2 separate regions of the Sus scrofa genome follow, and region 2 is linked to region 1. A link is a contact called in public Hi-C data. All regions are on one chromosome and are shown on one strand. Each heading gives the region's core, a stretch centred on a gene start, on an enhancer-like site or on the middle of the called end of the contact. The rest is flanking DNA. Distances are from core to core; before and after follow the strand shown. Region 1 overlaps C6H1orf168 (activation-dependent, raft-recruited ADAP-like phosphoprotein). Region 2 overlaps PLPP3 (phospholipid phosphatase 3).

Evidence for each region. Hi-C and Micro-C count contacts between places; a contact is called where the count stands out from the background.
Region 2: a contact with region 1 is called in a Hi-C map of skeletal muscle, with 7 times the contacts expected there. The contact joins two enhancer-like sites. A contact is called at or near these places in 2 of 47 Hi-C or Micro-C datasets (psoas muscle and skeletal muscle) and 1 of 2 datasets of contacts at active chromatin or transcription factors (skeletal muscle).

Annotation. Positions count from the first base shown.
Region 1 is chr6:155,677,065-155,682,751 of Sscrofa11.1, reverse strand. C6H1orf168 (activation-dependent, raft-recruited ADAP-like phosphoprotein) reads right to left here. Exons shown (of 18, transcript XM_021096579.1): 16 at 5,002-5,158; 17 at 4,648-4,681; 18 at 1-4,305. The coding sequence ends at 4,284. Among named protein-coding and RNA genes, the nearest start is that of PRKAA2, 74 kb to the left of the region's middle. Within about 2 kb of position 4,036, at least 2 of the 83 cell types and tissues checked have an H3K27ac peak or open chromatin away from gene starts, as enhancers often do. A contact at or near this core is called in skeletal muscle, where this site is marked.
Region 2 is chr6:155,841,880-155,848,409 of Sscrofa11.1, reverse strand. It overlaps PLPP3 (phospholipid phosphatase 3), which reads right to left. Exons shown (of 6, transcript XM_003127971.6): 2 at 192-349. Among named protein-coding and RNA genes, the nearest start is that of PLPP3, 44 kb to the right of the region's middle. Within about 2 kb of position 2,594, at least 8 of the 83 cell types and tissues checked have an H3K27ac peak or open chromatin away from gene starts, as enhancers often do. A contact at or near this core is called in skeletal muscle, where this site is marked.

The DNA.
Region 1 (5,687 bases), core at 2,787-5,286:
TAAGGTCAACTGGTCAGCAAACTTAATTTCATCTGTCAAGTCCCCTTTGCCGAGTCACATAACGTTATCTACAAGGTATTAAAACCAGGGCATGAAGATCACGGAGACCAAAATTCTGCTTACCATAGGATAGGAAAGGAAAGGCTTAGAAGTCCTCAGGCTTACAACAGAGTTTTACACCGAAGGCTGCTGAGAATACAAAACAGGCAACATCGATGTGGTCCTCTGTGCTCATGATGGTTTCATATTTATACATCTAAAAGCTTTTTGAAAAGCACTGTATGCTAGCTCTCATTAAAAACACACCCAAGTCAAGATACATAAGACTTCAATCTGCTTTATCCAGACTTTAAAGAGAGATTTGTTTTTATTAATGAAAGACATTTTTCCTTTACTTCCTAAATTGCTTCAGTAATAATAGATGCTTATTGTAGGAAATCTGAAAAAAGCAGAAAGTCTGAAGAGGCTGAAAAAAATCAACCTAACCCTACTACCCAGAAACAACCCCTTCTTAGGAATTTGTCATTACATATTGATTTTTTTCTCTTCCTATTCTTTCCCCCTAGAATCTATATTTTAAAAGGTCTGAACGTGTGCAGGAGAGGCCCTGGTCAAGAGAATGCTATGTCGAACTTGGAAGACCAAGTGTGGCACAGGTACTCAAAAGGAGGAAGGGATGGACGGCTTTGCTGGTGCATGTTCACACATTGCTGGTGGCCCCACCTATAAATGAATGAGTGGGGCATTGTTAGCCTCTGTCAGGGTTAAGTACCTTGGTGTGCTGTCTTTCATCTGACAGAATGTTGTCATCTTTCATGACACTTTTTTATGCAAAAATTAAAAGTTACATAGAAACTCAGTCTTTGCAGTGAAACATTATGCTAGATTAGAGTTTCTAGGAAACAGATGACACCTGCTTGAGACATCACTGAAATCTTAGTTACAATGTTCACATTAAAGAACCTTGCAGCTCAAGAGTGTGTGAAGTTTATTTTCAATGCTGTGATTTACAGAATGGAGGAAGAGTGGCTGGTAGCTAAACAGAAACAATTACAATGATGTGGATGGAATGTTTTTTCTAAAAATGCAATCCATATCAATAAATACTATACTAGTTTATATTAGACCAAATGGTTTATACTTTAAAACATAAAGTTTTAGTGTCAAAACCCTGTTAAATATATCCATGTTAATTATATTCCTAGCCATTCTTTCAAGTCTTAATATATTTGCATCTCAAAAACCTATTAAGTTTTCAACATCTTCCAATATCAGAAAAGTCCAGGTACTAAAATAACAACACTTACCCAGTCTTTTGTGTTATGAATTTTTGGACACTTTTATTTATGTTATTACAGCCTGACAACAACCCTGTGAAGCAGATAAGGTGAGTGTTATTAGCCCTGTTTTACTGATGAGGAAATTGAGACTCAGACTTGAGTCGTGGGATTAGAATTAGATGCCATGTGATGAGATGGAGTGCGCATGGACACATCTATGTCAGGTAAAATTTAGTCCTGCTGCCACTGCAGGATTTGAAATACTTCATGTTTTGCTGATTTGGTGAGATGGCAAGAGTGATGCATGGCATTTAATCCTCTTTTGTACAGGATTATTGCATGAACTGTCTCTGCTCAACATAGCCCTGTACTCCCTCTTGCTTACTAGCTTTCCTGTGGGCATGCTCATCCTGGTTTTCTACGATGCCCACTGTAACAGGTCTTGCCCCAGAGTGGGGGAGAGGGCTGCAGTTAGCTACTGCCCTGCCTCTCACTGAGTAGTACATTTAATTCGGGGGAGGGGGGGGTTGAAGCATAAATACATTCCCAGTCTTTGGTACCAGCCTTAATCTCATCTCCCTAAAAAAAGGAAATCTCAGCATCACTTAATTCTATTTCTCTTTCTCCTCTATCTCTCTAATGGGGCTTCTGTACTATATATGTATATATATTTTTTTGTAAAGTTTTATTGGAACAAAGCTATGCCTTGCATTTACATATTGTCATTGCTGCTTTTGAGGTACAACAATAGCTTCGAAAGTAGTTGTGAGAGTAACCTCTATTGCCAGTAGAACTATCTCTTTCAAATCCTGGGCTTTTTCAAACTTCAAACAGAAACATGTGTTGAAATATATTCTCTTTTTGAAAAATCAGTTTTAGCTTTTATGTACACTTTTAATACATCCATGCATATGTAATAAAATATATAAAAGCATTAATCTGTATTTAAAGAAAGAGGTGACTATGCCTTTTAAAATTAAGGCTTGATTCTCTGACTTTTGAAATTTTGTAAGATAAAAAATGTACAGGTACACCGAAACATCACCATGAAGTTCCCGTGGTCACCGATACTCACTGTCCTTCAGTTGGTGCAGGGCATCCATGTATGTTTTCATGCTCAGAATGATACTCTTGTAATTTAGAAACACAACAAGCTTTTCTCTTTACAGAAGAGAATGCTTATATTCTTTGGCATGTTTCCTTGAAGACGTCTCGTAGATACCCTTCTATGTATTTAGATCTATTACATTTAAAAAATAGCTGCATAAGTATAAGTAATGTTATTAATGTACCATAATAGAGCTCTAATATTTTAACGTTAGGGATGTTTGTAGGTTCAGTTTAATCACTTCTACTAAAATATTATAATGAAGACTGCTTTTGTATATCTGCAATAGAATCTCAGAAGTGGGTTCATTACTACCTTTCAAAATGTGTAATAATTTATTTTTATATCACTTTTATATAGGACAGCTCTACACTCCATCAACCTGAAAAGATTGTCAAAGTCAATCTTCTTAGCTCTTGTGAAATTTAGTGATGAAAAAAATGTCTTCTGATTATTTTACACTAATTATCTAGCAATCTCAGCTGTACTATATATTTCTGTCGCTGCTGTCCTAAGCTCTAGTGCTCTTTCACCTTGGATGCTGCAAAAATAACTTCGTCTCTCCTTATTCGAATCTGCCACCCCATTGCTATGATTTTTTTTTTTTTTCCCACTGTACAGCAAGGGGGTCAGGTCATCCTTAGATGTATACATTGCAGTTACAGTTTTTTCCCCCACTGCTATGATTTTTTTGTTCCTTTTCTCTCTCGATGTCTGGCCTTGTCGTCCTGCTTAAGACCTTTGAGTGGTTGCTACTTTCTCTTTAGGAAAGAGGCCAGTGAACTCTGTCACATTCTAGCCCAGACTTACCCCACTCCAGCCCTTGCCATCTCCCACCAGGTACACTTACTCCTTTTACATTGAATTTCTTCCTAGTCACCAGACAGACCATGGATTGTCCATCTCTGCATTTAGGAAATATATTGTGTTTAAAGACCAAGCTTTGGTGTCACCTTTACTTATTTGTAATTACCTTATTTCCCTGTCTAAACTCTATGAATACTTTTGATCTTGGTCTTTTAGAATAAGCTTGACCTTTATTGGAAAGTGCTATGTGGAACAACAACAAAAAAGAAGATAAAAGACCCTAGAAACTTAAAAAATAGCCTCACAGTATAAACGATGAGGCCATGGATCATACGCTTGAGGGGCAGACTCATCCTACCTAACTGGCAGTGTACATCATTTGAAAAATAGAATGTTATTTACAGCTCAATTTATTTTCCTTTACTTTCTATAAGTAAAAACACATGAGTTATTTTATTTGAATATTCAGGGATTAAACAAAATAATTATATAGGCATTTTTTAAAATATTGGGTGAATTTAGGAATAAACTGCTTTTCAGCATACTATTCCTAAAGAAACCAATTTTGAGCAGCATTTGTCTGATTCTAGTTTGGTGATAAAGCGTAAGGACATTTATACATTGATTTTAGGATCATACCTTAAATTGGAGTATTTAAAAGACTTACACTTTCTTTACTTTTCAGAATTAAATTATACCAAATTTAAATGCATGACATCATCTAAAAATTATAAACACTTGTGTACTAATATTAGAAGCAAACTAACCATCTGCACAGCTGACGAGGTGCCATAAAGGCGAGATTTCTAACTTTGGACATGGCTCATTAAACAAGTGTTCAAATGCCCACACACACTGTTTCACGTTCTCTTGAGCCAGCAGTGAACTAGATACTGAAATAGACAGTGAAAGATAACCGTTTAGGAGTAAAACCAAGATCTAAATATGGGAGATTCGTTTTTCTGTTCTCGGCTCGTCACGAACATTTCCATCATCTCACACTGACAAGTAAACTGATACGAGGCCAGGACTGAGACCTTAGAAGCAGTTCTCAATTGTGCAGCCCAGACCATCTGATCTTGGTCTTCCTAAGGTGACCAACTTTGGTGCCTGAGAAAAAAGAAAAATGGACAAACATTTTGAGATACAAGTCCATGGACTAGTGAGTAGGAGATTTCGGGGGAATTTCTTATCCTGTTTAATATTTTTATGCTCATTTAAAATGTTTATAAATATGCTCTGTAGACAAGTTTGATAACATATTCAGGGGCACAATGATAAAGTCTCTTCCAAGTAATCCTTATAGAATAGGGCATTGCGTATTTTAAAACTTTCCCTGAATTTAAATATATTCAATAGTCTTTCCTTAAGACTCACATACACAGTAATGTATTATGTATTTGGAATTTAAGATTTTGAAGTATTCACTTACTTGAAGTACGAACCACTTACTTGAAATCTAGATGTTCAATTAACACATATCCATCTATAGAAACAAAAATCAGCATTATCCATCTGAAAGTTATAATGCACTGAGATTTTTTTTTAAAAAAAACATTGATTAAAACCCTGGGATTTGTGGTTCAGTGGGTTAAGAACCTGACTAGTATCCATGAGGATGCCAGTTCAATCCCTGGCCTTGCTCAGTAGTAAGTTAAGGATCCAGCATTGCTGCAGACATGGCTCGGATCCAGTGTTGCTGTGGCTGTGGTATAGGACCTCTAGCCTAGGAACTTCCGTATGCTGCAGGTGCAGCCATAAAAAGACTGAAAAAACAACCTTATGAGTGATAACGCAGTGACTTACATTTGCCTTTAGAATTGCGACATATCACTAGATTTTCTTCAGTGATATCTATGACTTCCAGTTCTTCTCCAGGGGTTATTGGCAAGTCGAATATCCCATTTCTTGAATTATTGGAACATGCCACTGCTGTGTTGATGACAGTAATCTCTTTGTCGTACTGAAAGGAGAAATTTGCTAATCAGAATATGCTTGCATGGTTTTTATTCTTTTTCATTATGACAAAATTAATGAAGAACATACATAGTAACCTCAAAATAAATTCAAGATATTAGTTGACCATTGTCTAAATGAATAGAAAATAACTCCTCACTCAGACTTTTAAGTCCTCAGGAACTTCCTAGAGTTCCTGTTGTGGCTCAGCAAGTTAAGAACCTGAAATAGTGTCTCCCTGAGGATGAGGGTTTGATCCCTGTCCTCGTATGGTGTGTTAAGGATCTGGCTTGCCACAAGCTGTGGCATAGGTCACAGATGTGGCTCCGATCTGGCATTACTGTGGCTGTGACATAGGCCCACAACTGTAGCTCCAGTTCAACCGCTAGCCCGGGAACTTCTGTGTGCTGCCACAAGTGTGGCTATACAAGAAAAAGAATGAAAGAAAATAATAGGATATTCAGTAAAAGGGAAGTTGTTTAAGGAAATAATAGGACATTTATTATCATAATTTTACATTTGTTTCATACAATCAT
Region 2 (6,530 bases), core at 1,345-3,844, 170 kb before region 1:
TATCATATATATATATTTAGTATTTTAAAATATTGCATTTTAAATAAACTATTAGTAATACTATTAACTGCATGAAGAGAGTGTTCATCCAGGGAAATTCGACTGGCTCTTCCAAACCCTGCTAGCTCGGATAGTTTATGATGTGACCCAGGGGAGTCAGCCAGGTGGAGTGTGGCAGTCTGGATGCTTACCGCGAGGATGGCGATCACAATGCCCACAGCGCAGAGCACAGCATCATTGATTGTCTCCCCGGTTTTCAGCGGGTACTTGATGGTCTCGTCATTGCAATAAAAACCCCGGTGGTAAGGCTTGATGGTGCTTGTCTCGATGATGATGAAGGGCAGGCCCGCTTCATATACCGAAAGAAAAAAAAAAAGAGAGAGAAGGGGGAACACATCAGTGCAAAGAAGCCGAAGAATGACCTACAGCAAAGACCACCCCAAAGAGCAGCACTGACGGTGAAGCAAATCCCTTGCATCTGTAGTGAGCTATAGCCTAGAGGGAGCTTTCTCTACACACACCCCTTCCCCCCTTAGTCCCCACTGAGAAGAGTGTAGGGTGATCCTCCTGTCCCGATCAAGCGCACAGAGGGAGGACCTGGATGCAGTGGGGCAGGAGCTTTTTTCCCCTACTGCTCTACAACAACCTGCTAAAACTCAAAGCCCAGTGTGCCATCACCACTAAAACAGCCCTAAGTCTCATGCTGTCGTATGACGCCTCCAAGTACATTCTTCTCTGAAGCCAACCATCTCCCCTTCAAGAAACTCATCCAAGGTTCTGTGGGTGAAAAACTGAAGACCTGGAGTCAGACAACATGAATTTGAACCCCAGATCTGCCACTTCCTAGCAATGTGACCTCCGGTTCTCTCTCCATCTTCCTGAGCCTCAGTTTCCCCACATATGAGTTGTGGTGATGAGTGAAGGAGAACAAAGCACAGAAAACTTCAAGCACAGTGTTGGCACCTAGTAGCTGCTCAGGGAATGCCATGTTCAGGGCTTTGGTTTCACTATTCAAAGTCATTGACGAAGACTGAGCAGAGCGGAGCTGGGCCCCGCTGCCCGCAACCCTGGAACAGAGCCCAGGGGCATTAGGGACACAGGCATGCTTGCAGCTGCCACTAGTTTATCAGTGGCCAGCTCAGATGCCATTCTCTGAAAGGTCATGGAAAATGGATTCATTCCATCACCTGCCAGGAAAAGGCTCTCAAAACCTCAGGCAAAAAAAAAAAAAAAAACGAGGGCCCATTATAGCTCTTGGACACAGTAGCAGCCTCCAGAGTGGCCTTCTGACCTTCCATGCCGCTCACACATATCCACTGGTTTACTTCCTGATCATGGCCATGAGCATGTCATTGCCTTGCTCAAGCCTCTTCACTGAGTCCCCATTGCAGAGGGTAAGATAAAGTCCCCGAGTATGACTTCCGGGAGTTTCCCATGACCTGAACCTTCTGGCATACCTTCCAACCAAACAGGACCCAGAGCCTCTGTCTTGGTTCATGCTCTTTTTTTTCACAGCACTTCCTCCCGTACATTCAAGTTCGATATCAAGCCCTAACACCACCTTACAAAGTTAAAGTAAACTGTGAGCAACGGCAATGTCAGGATTGAAAAAGACCAGGGAAAACATCTGGACGATAACAGGTGCCATCGATGTGCATCAACAATGTGTAAGGTTTTTTCTATCCATTTTTGCATCGAATTGCCCAACAACCCTGAGCGCTCGTTTTAAAATCATTTAAAAACACTATTATCGATGGTCTGTAAGTGGGGAGAACAGAGGCTCAGAAAGAATCCTTAGCTCCCTCAGAGTCTCTTCGTCCACCCCAAAGGGCCCAAATCCCTAATTTAACTTCGCAGATTGGTTCCGTCCTGTGAACTTCACTAGTGGAAAACACCCATTATAAATGACTGTTTTAACGATAAGATTCCATTTTCATGTTTTTTTTTTTTTTTTTCTCAAAAAGAATTAACTCATGTCATGGTGCTCAAAGGCCCAGGCTGCCCTTATTAAAAAAAAAAAAAAAAAAAAAAAGTACCATGAACTCCAGTTTTTCAATGACTTTGGTCCAGACGGCAGCGATAAAAAAAAAAAAAAAAAAGGCACACTTTCTAAAAAGTGTATTTATGTATCACTGTGCATACACACATGGATTTATTTGGTTTTATTCTTTGGATTTATTTGAATTCTACAGCTATTTATTTTGTGACCCCTAACTGCTTCCTGCTAGAACAACAATTTACTTTATCAAATTCATACTGGTGCTTTGAAAAGAAAGCCCAGCAACACACCACAGCATTGTGCCTGACCTTCTTAAAGTAAACACAGAGGGCCCTCGAAGGCAATAACCGTGAGCTCTTGAAACCCCGTCTCGGTGATGGAGAAAAGGAGGAAGGGGAGACGGTGAAGATACGTTTTGGCTTAGACCTGGTGAGTGCCGTGAGCCCCTCTTCGTGGGCTGGGGGCTGGGAGGGAAAAGCGATCACAGGGGCCTGAACCATCTTCATTCCACCGCCGAAACATTTGGAAGTGTGGCCAAGTTGGCGATGAAAGGTAGCTGCGAGGCCAGCCGTATGATATTAATAGTCCGCTTTTAAAGTTCCACACGTCGTGCTGACGGCTGAAGCGCGAGCCCAGCCGCAGCCTCTGTGGTGCCTGGGAGCCAAAGCGTTGCTAATAAACTCAGGAAGGGAACAGACCCCGAGTTCCTTACATTTGTGCTCGGCTCTTGGCCCCCCAGCGTCTATTTTTAATAGAGTTCACATGATAGGCCTGTAAAACATATGTTCCTAAGGACAATAAAACCCATAAGAGTGGTGGAGTCAGCTCAGTTAATGATCTCGACACAGCTCCCTCCACTCACGCAAGTAACTTCCCACTGCCCAAATCCCCTCCGCATCTGCGCAAAGGCAAAGAAGGCAGGCTTGCTTTGGGTTTGCTGGGATACATTAATGCATTCACTCCTTCGTTTACTTCGCAAATATTTATTGTGTCTTAAATATGCACACTGAGGACAGGGCATGCAAAGATGACACAAGCCCTGCCCGCAGGACGCGGCCGATCTAGTAAGCGAAGACACGTACAATGGAATAACATCAGGACAGGAAGTTGTTCTTTCATGGGAAGAAGCCAGGCCACAGCACGGGTGGTGTCAGCACAGGGTCTGGCGCACAGCATGGACACACAACCAGTGTGAAAAGGAAGGAGGCGGGGACCATCCCGCAGAGACGGTTAGGGAAGAAATCTGAGTGGTCGGTTCCTTTGTGCTCTTAATCTGGGAGCGATCCAAATCCTTTTCCTTCCTTCCTTGTCCAAGCCTTGGGGAGGGTTTCCGGTTCCAGTTATGTGGATAATGAGCAAAAACAGACAAGATGTTGGATCTGAATACACTCTGTTTATTCTCTTAAAAGGCGTGGAGACAGCATTTAGAAAACCCAGTGGCTTTTTCTGTCTTCCCCTGCAAACTTGTGGTATGACTGGGGGGGGGGGGTGATGCCAGTCAAATTTTGACTTGGTTCCAGGAGAAGAGTAACCTCAGAGTCCCTTCAGTTGATGGGAAAGGCATAAACATGACCCCCCCACGGGGCAGCTGGTCCTCAAGAGACGTAACACTGTGCCTTGCCTCTGCAGGACACAGAGAAGAGGCTGCCCTGCTCTAACGTAGGATCTCCACTGCCAACGTTGGCACCACCTTTCTTACCAACCACTGTAGTCCCTGATCATTTCTTTTCTTTTCTTTAAGGCTCATACCTGTGGCATACGGAGGTTCCCAGGCTAGGGGTCGAATCAGCCTACACCATAGCCACAGCAACGCGGAATCTGAGCCACATCTATAACCTACACCACAGCTCACGGTAACGCCGGATCCTTAACCCACTGAGCGAGGCCAGGGATCAAACCTGTGTCCTCATGGATACTAGTCAGATTCATTTGCCCTGAGCCATGATGGGAACTCCCCTGATCATCCCATTCAAGCAAACTCCCAGTGCTAGCCATGGCAAATCAAGGGGTGAGAATATCAAAATTCCTGCCCTCCAGAGGTTCACGGTATTATAAGAGAGTCGTGAAAACAAGTGCACTAAAATACTTTTCATACGAAGACTGATGTATGTAGAGGGTACAGCAAAGGCACAAAAGAACACTTTACCAGGGACACGAAAGACAGCCCAGTAGTTCCCACTGTGGTGCAGTGGGATGCACAGCATCGCTGCAGCACCAGGACACGGGTTCGATCCCCAGCCTGGCACAGTGGGTTAAGGATCCGGTGTTGCCGCAGCTGTCGCACAACTCAAAACTGTGACTCTGATCTGATCTGTGGCCTGGGAACTCCATATGTCAAGGCGTGGCCAAAAAAGAAAACAAAAAAACAAGATAGCCCAGATGTGAGGCTTACTTTGCCCCTTCTATGAGGAGGAAGTTTCTGGGGTCCAGGGGCTAAATGCACTCATGAAAACTCAGTGTAGTTGAAGGATTGCAATAATCCATCCACAAAAACTGAGGGCTGTTGCCACGATGAGGATACAATTTTAAATTTGGCTACAGACGGGGATGAGAGACACAAGACTCCAGGGACCCCCACATAAACCTCGGCAGTCTGAGAGCTCCACTGCCTGCTCTCTTCTCGGCACGGATGGGGCTACTGAGTTGGAGCTGGAGTCCCAGTCTTCCAGTGGCCTTGGAGAGGCAGTCATAAAAACTAACACGTTAAGTCACCCTAAGGTTCAGAGGGATTAAAGTGACTTACCAGAGTCACCGGGCCAGTCCGTGGTGGAGCTGGACCAGGCTCAAAGGATCTGACACCTGGGTGTTTTCTAAAGTCAGTCAGTCCCTTAAAATAGAGGGAAGGAAGCACCTCTGAGGATTAATGCAGTCACGGAAGCTCAGCAAACCTCACGTGCTTGGAAGAAAAAAACGCTTTGTTTGGAAAGAGTCAAGGCAAGAGCATGGGCTACTGTTTGCTGAACATTCACCATGTACCCCACATGTTGGTATCTAATATAATTAAAACTCTGAAGTCAACATCCTGGAATGGAGATTTATCTATTTTCTAGATAAATCAAAAGGTACATTACGAGCTTTTTGCAAAGCAGAACCAAAATGTATGTACACAAACACACACACACAAAACACACCCCATCTGGAGATGCTAGACCTAGACTGAAGCAGTTCTCCTTCTTTTAATCAAGGATCAATTAACTCCCCAAACCTCCAGGGACCTCTTGGGATGTGTAGGCTGCCGAGGAGGCGAAATATGAACTCAATGACAAACACTTAATGGGCAGAAAATCAAAGCATGAAGAAAGGCCCCTGTGTTGGGTTCAGGCCTTTGAAAGTTCTTGGGCTTTGAAAAACTAACACTTGGGCAGGTTGGGCGGTTTGGGGGTGGGGCGTATAAAAACAAGGGATAAGTTTCCGTGGCCCACCCATTGATAAAGTCATGTGGGAAGTGTTACCCAAGTGACCCAGCCCCAGCTTCAAGTTTGTGCAAAATTAAACCCAGCCTCCCACTCTCAAAGTGCTCTTTAGAAAGCCCTTGCGAGGGGAGGGAAAGAGTGAGGGTGGGAGAGTAAATGAGACATGTTTGTCCTTTTGCACGACTGAAATCAGAACACAGGGGAGAGGTTTCCCATCGCTCCCACAGACCAGGTCCCGCAAGTGCCCTTTCCAGAGCTGTCCAACTTTCCACTTCACCTGCGCGCTCGTTACCTGAAGATAAGTCAAGCCCAGCATTTGCGACAGTAATAATTCAGCTTACATCTGCAGAAAGCCTACGTATCTACTCACACAGTAATACTGGATAAAGAATCCACATGTGGTTGCTGAAATCATGCTTCTCACCTACAGGGTAGAGGTCTACGGACCTTCCTGTTTTACCCACTTCATCCATGAAAAAATGAAGGCTTACAAAGGTTAAGCGGCTCATCTGAAGTCAAAGCAAGCGAATGGCACCCATTTGGACCAGGTGTTAGAAATCCAGTGGGCTTCTGACTTCAAGGAGCTTAGCGTCTAATTAGGAATTAATGTCTTTTAAACTCCACAACAGCTAGGAAACGCTACAGGTCAATATTTTCATGTGTACCCAATGGAAAACAAGCCAGAAGTTTTGTACCTTCTGCAAGGTTCCCAAGTGAGTCAACCAGTCACTGGGATTTGAACCCAGGTCTGTCTTTCTTTTGGCTCATGTTTTCTTACTCCATGACCTGACCCTCCCTTTCTTTATAAATGTATTCCCTGTTAAAATATGACCAACTGATTTTTTTTTTTTAATCACTCGAGGCCAGAATGGTCAACCCAACTACTACTTAGAGGTTCAAAATACAAATATTTATGTTGCTTGTAAGTGACAGGGTTTCTATTTAAAGTAATTAATTGCTACTGGTCTTCAAAGTGTGCAAACTTTCTTTGGTTTACGATATTTGTCCAGATTTTTAGACTGGACACAATCCAGATGAGACAAAACTAGGTTGACTCTGAAGGCGTTTCCCACCTTTGAAAGAGGCTGCCATGAAAAACACTTGCTACTGGCGGGTGT